Regions from separate parts of the Sus scrofa genome. Here regions 1 and 3 are each linked to region 2. Evidence: chromatin contacts called from public HiChIP or PLAC-seq and promoter capture Hi-C data. All regions are on one chromosome and are shown on one strand. Each heading gives the region's core, a stretch centred on a gene start, on an enhancer-like site or on the middle of the called end of the contact. The rest is flanking DNA. Distances are from core to core; before and after follow the strand shown. Region 1 holds the start of ELMOD3 (ELMO domain-containing protein 3). Region 2 holds the start of MAT2A (methionine adenosyltransferase 2A). Region 3 holds the start of TGOLN2 (a long non-coding RNA gene).

Region 1 (4,538 bases), core at 1,385-3,884, 180 kb before region 2:
CCAAAGCCACTGCCAATCACCACCACATCCAGCTTCTCTGGCACTCGGTTGACTGAGAAAACTGCAGCAGAGGGAAGAGGTAGAAGGTGAGCTTCTCAGGCAGGGGCCATGGAAGAGCAAAGATGAAAACTCTAGAGCCCTTTGGCATGGAGCTCCCTCACTAAAATACCCAACCATTTTACCTGGGAAGAACTCAGGACCAGCCAGGGAGGTGAAACAAAATGATCCGGTTTGATCCGAACTGACACAACCAAAGCTACTATGTAGCCGGGGATTTTCCCTGCTTTCTGTTCTTTTCTTTCTTTCCTTTTTTTTTTTTTTTTTTTTTCCTAGGGCCACACCCGCGGCATATGGAGGCTCCCAGGCTAGAGGTCCAATAGGAGCTGTAGCCACCAGTCTATGCCAGAGCCGCAGCCACTCTGGATCCGAGCTGTGTCTGCAACCTACACCACAGCTCATGGCAACGCCGGATCCTTAACCCACTGAGCGAGGCCAGGGATCAAACCTGCAACCTCATGGTTCCGAGTTGGATTCATTAACCACAGAGCCATGATGGGAACTCCTATTTTTCTCTTTTTCTTTTTCTTTTTTTTTTTGTCTGCCCCCTTGGCATGCAAAAGTTCTCAGGACAGGGATTGAACCCCAAGCCACAGCAGTAGTGACAGTGCCGGATCCTTAACCCACTGAGCCACCAGGGAACTCCTTCCCTACTTACAAAGAAAGTAAGAATCCATAAACTACTATAGGAACCAAAAAAGCTGACAGCAATAGAGGCTCAGAAACCTAAGTGCAGACAGAGAGAGAGCTAGGAAGAAAGGAAACAGGAGGTGGGGGCCAAGAATACCATGGGGCAGGCTTCTGGCACAAGGAACAGGCCATCCACAAACAGGTTATTGTTGGAAAATACAGGGTCTGCAGGTGGCAGAGGAACAGCCCAGTCATATGATGGTTCTTCCAGATCTGGATGCAGAGGCCTGGGCAGGACAGAACTGCTCTGAAAAATCACAGCACTGCCCCCTCACACTGGGGAAGCCTGGAGACAGGGTTGGAGGAGGCTGCACCCAGGCAAGACAAAATTGGATGGCATGTGGTGCCACATGGGCACTTCGTACACAAGATCGCTCCTGAAGAACTGAGTTTTGGAGTTTTTCAAGCTGCTAGAGAGCTTGGTAAAATTTTAACTTTATAAACGTTCTTAAAAGGATCTATAACGAGAAATACACTTCCTATCACACCCCAGGACATGTGTTAGTATATAATATAAACACCTGAAATAGAATTTTCACATTATTTGCCAGAACTGCATAGGAGGCATTTTGATATTTTCCATTCTACTGCATTCAGAAATACTAGTCACAACTCACCAAACTGATTTCAAGAGCCACTAAGAGATCACAATCCGGTTTGAAAAACAGTTGAAACTAGTCATCTCATTTTCTTTCTTTTTTTTTAAGCAGCAGAATTCTTTCTTTAAGCCCTAGTAGAAACCCTCAAATACTTTTTTTTTTATCGTCTTTTGTCTTTAGAGGCTGCACCCGAGGTATATGGAGGTTCCCAGGCTAGGGGGTGAATCAGAGCCGCATCTGCAACCTACACCACAACTCAGGGCAATGCCAGGTCCTTAACCCACCGAGCGAGGCCAGGGATTGAACCTGTGTCCTCGCAGATACTAGTTGGGTTCATTAACTGCCAAGCCACGACAGGAACTCCTTTTTTAGCGTGTGTTTGTGTGAAACCCTCAAATACTTTTTGAACATAACAGTGCAGGTCCTCTGGTCAAGGGCAGCTCAAAGCCTGAAGGCACCCCGTTGAACCCTGGTTCATCACATGAGAGCCAATCAAATCACTTGACGGGCCAAATGCAAGTTCCTATAAAGGTTTCTGGGCCACTCTCCCACGTCCTGGAACTCATGTTGGAAGCCAAGTGAAAAAAATTAAGGTCTTCAAGCCAAGTGGGGGAAAAGGTCTTCTCTCTTGTTTAGCCGTGCCTAACCACGGCTATACTAAGTGGCTGGCCCTGCATGTGGCTATGCCAAGACTGGTTCGCCGAGGTCAGTGCCCGCGCCTTGAGACCACGATTCCACAAGTCTGCGGGGGTGAAGGCTCTCGCAGGTGGTGGATATGCACACTAAAGCAGGCGCCTCCACCTGCAACAAAGCCCTCCCCGCACTTAAATCTCGGGAAACTAACGCCGGGGTCGCGCAGCGGCTGGCCCTGCGGAAATAGGAACACTAACCCGCAAGGAAGTGCGGGCGCAGCCTCGGACCCCGGGGATCCCTCCAGCTGACCTTGTTTGAGAACCTTCTTCCTGGCTTCCTTGTCCGTCACGAGGGGTGCGGGTGGCCTCTTAACGTCCTCGGAGAAGGGGTTCGGAGAGCTGCCTGCAAACAGCCACTTGTAAACTTGGCCGAGGACGGCCAGCAGCAGCGCAGCCAGCAGCAGCAGCGACAGCCACATCGCGCCGGCTTCAGGTGTGGGGAACCCGTCTGCTCCGACTGCGGCCGCGGCTCTGCCCAATTAGCCTGTTGCCCCACAGAGTAGGCGGAAATAGCTTTGGCCGCTGATGCGCCCAGATCTTTTGGCCAGAGACCAAGTCTCCAGCGCAGATTGACCCTCCCCGCTCCTCGTACTTCCTTCGCCTGCTGTGCGGAGGGCCGTGCGCATGCGCGGAGGTGGGGGGCAGCGGGGCTGCGGACCCCAATTGCGAAAACGCTGGGAACTCGGGGACCCGCCCGGCCGCCCCGAGGGTCGGAGGAGGAGGAGGAGGAATGTAGGGTGGAAATGATCTTCCTGGGCGGAGGTAAGGCTGAGCGTTGCAGGACAGTGAGAGGCTCCCGACTAGCAGACAGGAGACCTGGGTTGTGCTGAGAACTCGCTGGATGACCTGAGGCAAGTTGGTTTCCTATTTTCCCCACCGAGCAGTGAGAAAGTTTTTGTCTGGAGTCCCTTTGCAGCCCCTGTCTGGGTGTCTCAGTGGATTGAGATCTTATTTGAGATCCGTTCACCGCAGCTGGCGAGCACCCGGCTCTGTTCCGCCCAATTAAGCGACAGCTTTGGCCGCGGCGCTCTCTTGGGATTGGCGTTGCTTCTGGTGGGGGCTGGAGAGGGCGGGGAGCCTTCAGTGACAAGCCTGATGAAAAGACTGCCTTAGGTAGGTGCAACTTTGTAACTTCCAATCCTTATATTTAAGGTGTGGATCCAATTTCTAGATTAAACAGTTAGAGGGTTTAAGCTCTAGCAAGCTTAAACTTAAAATCATTCCCCTTAATGTAGCTCCTTGCCTAAAGGGAATGTACTTTAACCTATGCTATGTACCGTAACATAAACAACAAGGGCTTTCTGTATAGCCCAGGAAACTATGTTCAATATTTTGTAATAACGTATAATGGGAAAGGATCTGAAAAGTAACATATACACACATATATGTATACATAAATACACATATGTACAGATATAAAAATATACTGTATGTATATATATGTGTGTGTGTATATATATATATATATATATATATATATATATATCTGAATTACTGTGCTGTTCACCAGAAACTAACACAACACTGTAAATCAAGTATACTTCAATTTTTTTCTTTTTTTTCTTTTTAGGGCACTACCCTCGGCATATGGAAGTTCCCAAGCTAGGGGTCGAATGGGAACTCCACCTGCTGGCCACGGCCACGGCCATGGCCACAGCCACACCAGGTCCAAGCGGAGTCTTTGACCTACACCACAGCTCAAGGTAATGCCAGATGCTTAACCCACCGAGCAAAGCCAGGGATCACACCTGCATCCTCATGGATGCTTGTCGGGTTCATAACCCACTGAGCCACAACGGGAACTCCTTATACTTCAATTTAAAAAAAAAATTTTTTTAATTAAAAAATTTAAGTGCGTGCAGCATAAATACTGAATTTGGAAAGGATCCATCATTACAGAAAGGCCATTTCCTCAGGCCCAGGTGTAAGAAACTTGCCTAATATCGGTAGGAGTGACTTTGTAACTTGGAGTCCTTGCTTGTTTGACAGTTTCTACTCCTTTTCTCTTCTGTTACAGATAGTAACTGTCCCTATTGAAGCCCCTAGCCGGGTTCCAGCCAGAACTAAGGCGCTAGCAGACATGTAAAGCTGGTCATGCTTCTACACTGCTTGATTCATTTCGAGCCCAGTAACAGAAGAGCCTTCCTGAGACTACTGTCACCATACCTGCCTGTCCGCTTCCCGAGGTTAGCTGATGTGTGAGTGTTTTGCCGTATGCTGTCGTGGAGGTCAAGGGGGAGGGACAGGAAAGGGAGGCAGATGCTGAGACTCCAGAGGACACAGAGAGAGCTAGTTCCTGAGGTGCCATGATGGAGGGGCACTGCCCTCTGCCACTCCCACCCCCAATCACAATGAGCCAAATGCCCAGCCCAAGAGCTGGGAGGTGTTCCTGCTCTTGGTGTTAGGAAGCAGTGTGCCCTGCCCCGGACAGAGTCCGTTTTGTTACTGGCAGCCAGTTTGTAGGAAATCCAGACCATATTCTCCCAGTGGAAGGCTGACC
Region 2 (4,453 bases), core at 526-3,025:
TGAAGTTAGTTTGGAAAATAGAAACAAATAAAAACAACATATATATTGTTCTTTTTGGGTGATTTAACCTTTTCTTGCTCCCTGTTTTGCGGAACCACGGTTGTGGTCATCAAGTCTAGAGATGAGCCCTTTAAGTTCTTTGTCAAAGCCCCTCGCATAGCCCAAGCGTTTCCATTGTTTCCTAATCGACAAACCCACCTGGCTTCCCGCAGGCCGTGGAGAAGACTGTTCTTCCGAATCTACCTAATTCTCAGAGCGGTAAGCTTGCTGCAAGGGTCTCCTTCACCTCCCCAGGGCAACATGCATCCTATCCGTAGAGCAGACGGTTCCCTAACAATATCATTAAACCCGTTGTTCTTGTGCTCTGGGCCACCGCGACAGCAACCGCCCCCCCTCCCCCCACCACACCCCGGACCCGGGTCCTGCTCCCGGGTGCCGCAGCCCCTGTGTGGGAGGAAGCGACATCTTCCGCCCGCCGGTTGTGGGCCCCTTCCAAACGGGGATCCATGAAATTGGTCCCCGGCTTCCTGCCCCTCGTTGGCTCAAGCTTGGTTTTGTTCTTTTTCTGTCTCTCCCTATAATTCCTTTAATGGGCAAAACTGACACAAACGCAGGTGGACATTTTAAAGTGAAAGCTTCAGGAAATGGACCATTTCACCTTGTAAAGAGATCTGCTGAATCACACACAAGGGATAGCCCCCCCCCCGCGCGCGCCCCATATTCAACAGTCTCTTGAACAGAAGACTGAGAAGACAACACTCTTAACATCGACTTTTTTCCGCCTCCGAGACAGGAAAGTCAGCAAGTGCAAGGTCAGTCTTGCGAGCAGCCTTTCTCCGACGGAGAAAAGGCAGGCGCCCAAGGGGCCGAGTGCGGCCTCCACCGTAGGGTCCGCAGAGGGTAAGGGCCTCTCTAAGAAACTCCAGCGCTGGGGGCGGAAGGGGGATCGCAGCCATTGAAATCGATACCAGAACTCTCATTATTCTGTTTTTCGGCCATTTTCACCACAGAACCATTAACCAAGAAATTACTAGCAACTGGACGGCCCCCCGCAGGACCACCAGCCGCCAGCAGCGAGCAGGGCAGGGAGGCATAAGGCCATGCGAAGGAGCGTACGCTGACCAGCAAAGATGGCCACTTTCACGTGGCTATGGGCTACTGGCTCCCTGTCACCCGGGCATCCCAAGGCCGGGCGGCCGGAAAGACCCTCGGGTAGAACCAGAGGACAAAACACCCGCCGATTCCCGCCACCACCGCTGGGGGGACGCGACCTCGCGGCCGGAGAGCCCGGGCCAACGGTCGGAAGGGAGGTGCCAAGTCACAGCAGGGGGGGAGCAGGCCCGTAAAGCCCTCGTCGGTCTTCCTCCCACATCGAACAGGGAAACGTGAGATGACCCAATACACTCGTCTTTCTCCTCACCCCTTGTTATCAGTGCCTAAGACGGCGAAATATCTGTAGGAGGGGCGCGTTACCTCCGCTCCCTTCCCCTGCCTGGCAGAGTGGTTTGGCCCGAGCTCCCCTCGGCGCACCGCCCCTTTCCCCCTCCCGCCCCCGCGCGAGTGGCGCATTGGCGCGCGGCACCGAGGGGCGGGGCCCGGGCCGGGCGCGCGCGGGCGCCCTGTATAAATACTGGGCCGCGCCAGCCGCCGTCTCGTTCGCTCCGCGCCGCCCGCCTGCGCCAAGAAGAACGCGGTGTTCTGCTCGCGCGTCTCGCAGTATCCTCCTCGCTGCTCTCTTTTCTTCTCAACGCCATTTTCACTCACCGCCACCGCCATGAACGGACAGCTCAACGGCTTCCACGACGCCTTCATCGAGGAGGGCACGTTCCTCTTCACGTCCGAGTCTGTAGGGGAAGGCCACCCAGGTGAGGTGACCGGGCCTGGGGCGAAGCGAGGGGCGGGGCCTGGCCGGAGGGACCCGTTGCCCGCGGTGCCCACGCTGGTGGCCCTTGCCCGACGGGCGGCTGGCAGAGTGGCGGCCGCGCGCTTTCCTCGTGGCGCCGGCGGTACCGAGCGCGTGGCCGCCGCTCCCCTCCCCCTTCCTCTCCCCTCCCTCCCATCCGGCCGCGCGCCCCGGCATGCGGAAGATTCCAGAAAATGAGAAGGGCGGGGGCCGCGGCGGCTCGTGCTCTAGCCGGGGAGGGCACTAGTTTCTCTTCCCCGCCCTGCGGGCCGAGCTCCTCGAGTGGGTGGCCCGCCCCGCGTGCTCGCGTCCAGCCCGCGGGAGCGCGCGCCCCGCATTGCAGCCGCAACCACGTGTTGGCCGCAGCGTGTGGCTTCTAGGCTAGGGAGCCGGCGGGCGACATCGGCGCCCGGGGCCTCGGGGCGTCTGCTCTTCTCATTAATTCTTGGTTCCGGGCAGAGCCACGCTTTAGAATGCGACATGCCCGTACGCGGTATATGGCCTTGCGTCAAGGTGACAGCCTCCTACTAAATATAGCGCTTGGCGGAGGAGGCCTGCCTTATTTGGACAGTGCGTGAAAAGGATGGGAAGCATGAATTAAAAGTGTAAGCTGCCATTGCGTTGGGTTTCCTTTTAAAGTCCTCGGGGCTGACCGTTAGGCAAGGTTTTTCTCCACATGTCCTCCGGGCTTTGTCCACCAGTCCGCCATCATGGGCATCACTTTACACGTGAAAGAGTGAAGATTTTTCAGGAACTTTCGATCTCAGCCAGAAAACATCACCTGCTGAAGATCATTATTTTACTAAACTGATCCAGCTCATTCTTAGAATGACCACAGTGACAGATTTCTAGTCCGATGGCTTAAGGATCCATTTCTCTAGTAAGTCCACTGTGCCGATGATGCAATCCCAGGAGCAACCTCCTGGTATACCAGAGGACAAACCCTGAGATCCTGATGAGTGAAGGGCAGGTGTGATTTGGGTGGTTTTGCTTTTCTCCCCAGTGCTGAGACTTAACGTGTATTTGTCCCACCTTTTATTAATTGAAAGTCACAGGCCTATATAAATAGATTATCTTGGGCCTCTTGGCTTGAGTGCAGTGCACATTTTGCTTTTTTTTTTTTTTTTTTTTTTGTATGGCTATGGAAAACTTAGGTGTTGTTTGAAGGGTTATTTCTGCTCCTCCTAATTTTTAATAGAGGACAATACAGTGGGGGGGGGATCAACTAGGATTCAGAATATATCTGGAGATTTTCTGGTCTCAAATTGCTCCTGAACTACTCTTAAAACGATTGCTGTTTCCCTTTGTTCATAAAATGTCCTTGTTTTCATCACTTAACTCTTTAAGTGACATTATTTTTCATTGCCCTTCTTTAGTGTTAGGGAGACCTTGGTAAGATAAATAGTTCACTTTTATGGTTGGTTGATTTACAGTGCAGATTTTAAATTGGGGGAGGGTAAAATTTTTAAGTACTGTTGTCTTTGAAAATTAATAATGTAAAGTCACTATACTTTTGCATGGAAGAGGAACCACTTATTTCTGCTTTCATGTGATCACTCTCAATTATGTGGCTGTTCTATTTAATAAATTATTTTTGTCTGGGAACTTTCTAAGTCCTCAAAATACTTTGAGAGACCTTACACCTTGTAAGGTGTAAAAAGTGCATAAATCACAATGAGTTTAAATGTATTAAACATGGGAGGTGTTCTCCTGGCTTAACTGAATTGGTGGTCTTGTGAGGCTACAAGGAAACATGTAGCCCTATATCCAGCATTTATTCTTCAGGCAAACGGTTTCTGCAGAAGCAGTGCTTTATTTAAACAACAGGTATAGCAGTTAAGATTTCCATACATTTTGCCACAATTTTTTAAAGAAAGCTCTTAGAGATTTTCATAGCTGTTGTTATAGGGAAGGGGATATGACATACTTACATTTAATAGTCAGTTACATTGAACCAGGATTTTTTTTTTTTTCTTATTAGATAAGATTTGTGACCAGATCAGTGATGCTGTCCTTGATGCCCACCTTCAGCAGGACCCTGATGCCAAAGTGGCTTGTGGTAGGTTCAGAACACTGCTTTTTCAACTGATGAAAAGGTAACAAGAAAATTACTTGATAAAAGTGATTTTTGAGTGTGATCCTCTCTTTTTATTAGAAACTGTTGCTAAAACTGGAATGATCCTTCTTGCTGGGGAAATTACATCCAGAGCTGCTGTTGACTATCAGAAAGTGGTTCGTGAAACCATTAAGCACATAGGATATGATGATTCTTCCAAAGGTATGTTTTATGAGTTCAGCCCTCTCTAGCTCTGTCTAGAGTGTTACTAGAAATCCTAGAAATCTTTAATTTTGCTTGTAAATTTTTACTATTCTTTTGTTCTAGCCTTATTCTTTCCTCTAAAAGTACTATGTTTTAGGTATATTTGATCTCTTTAGCAGTATTTAGAATTACAGAAAATTGTTGTAAATAGAAAGTATTGGTATGGCCCTTTTTAAAAAATGAAAAACAAAACACTGTTGTTTCATTTGTAGGGTTTGACTACAAGACTT
Region 3 (4,179 bases), core at 1,085-3,584, 200 kb before region 2:
TATTTTTTTTGTCTTTTGTCTTTTTAGGGCTGCACCTGCAGCATATGGAGAGTCCCAGGCTAGAGGTCTAATCAGAGCTGTTGCTGCTGGCCTACACCAGTCACAGGTCCGAGCCACATCTGCAACCTATGCCACAGCTCACAGCAATGCCAGATCCTTAACTCACTGAGCGAGGCCAGGGATCGAACCCCGCAACCTCATGGTTCCTATTCGGATTCATTTCTGCTATGCCACGACGGGAACTCCTCTTTCTTGGCATTTCTTGGGAAGGGCATGTGCACACGTGCACACATGCACATACATGTGTGTAAATATTTAATGTTTGTGTGCCATACTAGATCATATGCTTCATTAAGTTAGAGCCTACCATTTCAAAAACCACGGTCCACAAATTACCTACCTTGGCCAATGTTCATAAAATGATATCGAGCAATAATTAATGTATAATTGTAAAAGTAATTTTAAACCATGGATACAAAACTATTTACCCAATGATTCCAATTACAGAGAAAATGATTATGCATAGCGAATCCTATGAAAATACACTAATTAAGAAGGGGAAGTTCCCACTGTTGCTGAACAGGTTAAGGACCTGACTTGCAGTCTCCATGAGAATGAGCCTTTGATCCCTGACCTCATTCAGTGGGTTAAGGATCTGGCATCTGCAAGCTGTGGCATAGGTCTCAGATCCAGCTCAGACCCAGTGTTGCTGTGGCTATGGTGTGGGCTGGCAGCTGTGGCTCAGATTTGACCCCTAGCTGAGGAACTTCCATGTGCCAGAGGTGTGGCCCTCAAATGAAAGAAAGAAAAGAGGAGTTTCCATCATGGCTCAGTGGTAACGAACCCAACTACTAACCATGAGTATGCGGGTTCAATCCCTGGCCTTGCTCAGTGGGTTAAGGATCCGACCTTGCCCTGAGCTGTGATGTAGGTTGCACGTGCAGCTTGCAGCCTGCATTGTTGAAACTGTGGCGTAGACCAGCAGCTATAGCTCTGATTTGACCCATAGTCTCAGAACTTCCATAAGCCCTGGGTACAGCCCTAAAGAAAAAGAAAAGAGGAGTTCCCGCCATGGCGCAGTGGTTGACGAATCCGACTAGGAACCATAAGGTTGCGGGTTCGGTCCCTGGCCTTGCTCAGTGGCTTAACGATCCGGCGTTGCCATGAGCTGTGGTGTAGGTTGCAGACGCGGCTCGGATCCCGTGTTGCTGTGGCTCTGGTGTAGGCCGGTGGTTACGGCTCCAATTAGACCCCTAGCCTGGGAACCTCCATATGCCGAGAGAGCGGCCGAAGAAATAGCAAAAAAAAAAAAGACAAAAAAAAAAAAAAAAAAAAGAAAAAGAAAAGAAATGAGAAGAGAAAGTAAACAAGAAGAAGAGGGAAAATAAGTACATTTGTATTTAAAAAAAAAAAAAAAGATGGAAACATGTGGAGAGGTAGGAAGCAAGAATTTCCCATTGTTTACTTTTCCAAAAATCCCGTTTTGATGTTTCAACCAACAGTCTATATTACTTAATCAAAAATATTAAATGTTTGCAAGACAAATACAGTAAAATGAGAGCGCCCCTGTAGTGCAGGGGGTTAAGGATCCAGCGTTGTCACTGAAGCGGCTTGGGTCACTGCAGTGGCTTGAGTCACTGCAGTGGTAGGTTTGATCACTGGCCTAGGAAATTTCCACATGCCAGGGGCATGGTCAAAAAATAAATAAATAAATAAAAAGCATACAGTAAAACAGTAGTGATCATGCCAGAAAGGTGGAACAAAGATTTTCTACTTCTACACATTCAGTGAATTTTCTACAATGAACATAATTAAGTTCTTCCATCAGAAAAAGGATGTACTGTTTGTTTGTATGTTTGTTTTGTTTTTTAGGGCCCTCACCCACGGCTTATGGAAGTTCCCAAGCTAGGGGTCAAATTCGAGCTGCAGCTGCAGGTCAACACCACAGCCACAGCAATGCAGGATCTGAGTCTGCGACCTACACCACAGCTCACAGATCTTTAACCCACTGAGCAAGGCTAGGGTGGAACCCGCATCCTCATGGATACTAGTTGGGTTCGTTACCGCTGAGCCACGACTGGAACTCCCAGGATGCACTTTTTAATGAGAGAGCTTTGGCGATGGCGAAAGGCACAGGTTCCATGGAGCTAGAACTGAGGGGAGCAGGGTCGGGAAGGCTGCCGCTAAAAGGTGACAGGCTAGGTTTCTCTTTCCAGATTCCCACACGTTTGTGTCCTGCAGGAAAAAAAACTAAAAAACAAACAAAAAAACACAAGAAAGGTAGAAGGCAGAATTGCGGGCAGAGGATAGGGCCAAGAGGCGCCCGGCCCCCTGCGACGTCACTCCGTGGGGCAGTCCACCCGCCGGGGGAGCTCCTGCTCGTCCGTACTGTCTCGTCATCAGGAGGGCAAAGAAGGAAAGGGAGAGTGACGGTTTGCTGTGGCTGCTATTAAGCAAAGAAACCAGAAAAAGAGAGAGACGCCTTTAACGGGCGACAGCAGACACGCCACGGAGAAACGCCGTCACCGAGCTAAGGAAACGGGGCTCTCTTGGAGCACCCTGGCCTTTTCCCAAGCCCCGCCCCCTGTCTGGGCGGGGCTGCAAGAGACTTGAGCCGGAAGGGACGGAGCGGTAAACACTGAGTCTGCGCGCTCATCTCGCGACAGCAGTAGAGGGCGGAAGTGCAGTCTGTCCAGGATGAGGTTCCTGGTTGCGTTTGTCTTGCTGAGCGTCGCAGCGGAGGGTAAGACCCCCCCCCCCTTCTAGTAGCCTCTCGTCATCTCACTCTCGCCCCCAGGCCCACCATCCTCACCGGTGGGCAATCTGACCTTACTTTCTCCCTGCCCGGCTGTCGTCATCCTTCCGCTCACCATCACCCCCTCCCCTTTTTGCCGGTTGAACCCATCTAAGGATTCCGTTCTCCCCGCCTGCCTCCCTCTCTCACTTTTTTTTTTTTTTTTTTTTTTTTTTTTTTGTCTTTTCTAGGGCCGCGGGTGCGGCATGCGGAGGTTCCCAGGCTAGAGGTCTAATCAGAGCTGTAGCCGCCGGTCTACGCCACAGTCACAGTCACAGTCACGGATCCGAGCCGCGTCTGCGACCTACACCACAGCTCCCAGATCCTTAACCCACTGAGCTAGGCCCAGGGGTCGAACCCGCAACCTCATGGTTCCTAGTCCTATTTGTTAACCACTGAGCCAGGACGGGATCTCCCACGCCTGCCTTTCTTTAGCTAGCTGGTTTCTCTGTTTCAGACTCCGTGCCGTCAAGTTCTGTGCCAGCCTCCACAATACCCACTCTGAGGGTAAGTCAGTCTACTGGAGACTCCAAGCTCGTAACCGCAGAACTGCCTTCTCAGTCAGACAAAGTAGACAGATCCATTCCGAAACAAAACACCGGGGAAGTCAGCCCTGACAAGTCGAAACTGGAGCCAAACACCACGAATGACAGCCCTCACAAATCGAAATCTCAAGAGCATATCACGAATGTCGACCATAACAACAACACAAATGTTGACCCTGGCAAGTCGAAAACGGAGCCGCACTCCACGAATGACAGCTCTGACAGAGCGACATCTGAGGACCCTGCTGTGGATGGCAACCCTGACAAGTTGGAACTGAAGCAGGACATCACGAATAATGGCTCTGGCAAGGGGAAATCTGAAGAGCATACTGCCACAATTGAGGACCCTAGCAAACTGGAACTGGAGCAGCTTTCTTCCAAAGACCACTCCGGCAATCCAATCTCCAACCCCTCTTCTGATAACAAGGAGCCTGCTGTAAATCCATCAGCTGACAAAGCTCTGCAGTCTCCTAGAACTAAACCTGTGGAAAAAGGATTACTGGACTTGGACTCCTCTTCTCCCCAGCAGGAGGGAGAAGGTAAGTCTTTAGAGCCAGCTGAAGTTGTGGAGCCCAAGGAGACTGAAGAAGGGGATACAGAGCCTGAAGAGGATATACCACCCAAAGAAGAGAAAGAAATGCCTGGCCCTGCCTCCAGTGAGAACCGTGAAGGGGCACTTTCGAAACCCTTGGATAAGGAGAAGGATGACGTTTATAAGGATAATCTTGGAAATGCCAGTGCAGAGAGCAGCCACTTCTTTGCATATCTGGTGACGGCAGCCATTCTCGTCGCTGTCCTCTATATTGCCTACCACAATAAGCGGAAGGTAAGTCCTGAGTT

What was found. Promoter capture Hi-C pulls out the DNA fragments that hold promoters and counts their contacts. HiChIP or PLAC-seq counts read pairs in DNA pulled down with a chosen protein or histone mark.
Region 1: a contact with region 2 is called in a promoter capture Hi-C map of liver, with 3 times the contacts expected there. The contact joins the promoter of ELMOD3 here to the promoter of MAT2A in region 2. A contact is called at or near these places in 3 of 5 promoter capture datasets (fetal liver, liver and skeletal muscle) and 1 of 2 datasets of contacts at active chromatin or transcription factors (alveolar macrophages).
Region 3: an H3K27ac HiChIP or PLAC-seq map of alveolar macrophages shows a contact between it and region 2. The contact joins the promoter of TGOLN2 here to the promoter of MAT2A in region 2. A contact is called at or near these places in 1 of 5 promoter capture datasets (liver) and 1 of 2 datasets of contacts at active chromatin or transcription factors (alveolar macrophages).

Annotation. Positions count from the first base shown.
Region 1 is chr3:59,399,289-59,403,826 of Sscrofa11.1, reverse strand. It overlaps ELMOD3 (ELMO domain-containing protein 3), which reads left to right and starts at 2,634. Exons shown (of 13, transcript XM_005655213.2): 1 at 2,634-2,889; 2 at 4,056-4,224. RETSAT (all-trans-retinol 13,14-reductase) reads right to left here and starts at 2,666. Exons shown (of 11, transcript XM_003124944.4): 1 at 2,289-2,666; 2 at 1-61. The coding sequence starts at 2,457.
Region 2 is chr3:59,222,419-59,226,871 of Sscrofa11.1, reverse strand. MAT2A (methionine adenosyltransferase 2A) reads left to right here and starts at 1,775. Exons shown (of 9, transcript NM_001167650.1): 1 at 1,775-1,865; 2 at 3,885-3,962; 3 at 4,059-4,181; 4 at 4,436-4,453. The coding sequence starts at 1,775.
Region 3 is chr3:59,424,945-59,429,123 of Sscrofa11.1, reverse strand. TGOLN2 (a long non-coding RNA gene) reads left to right here and starts at 2,334. Exons shown (of 4, transcript XR_298231.3): 1 at 2,334-2,743; 2 at 3,252-4,165.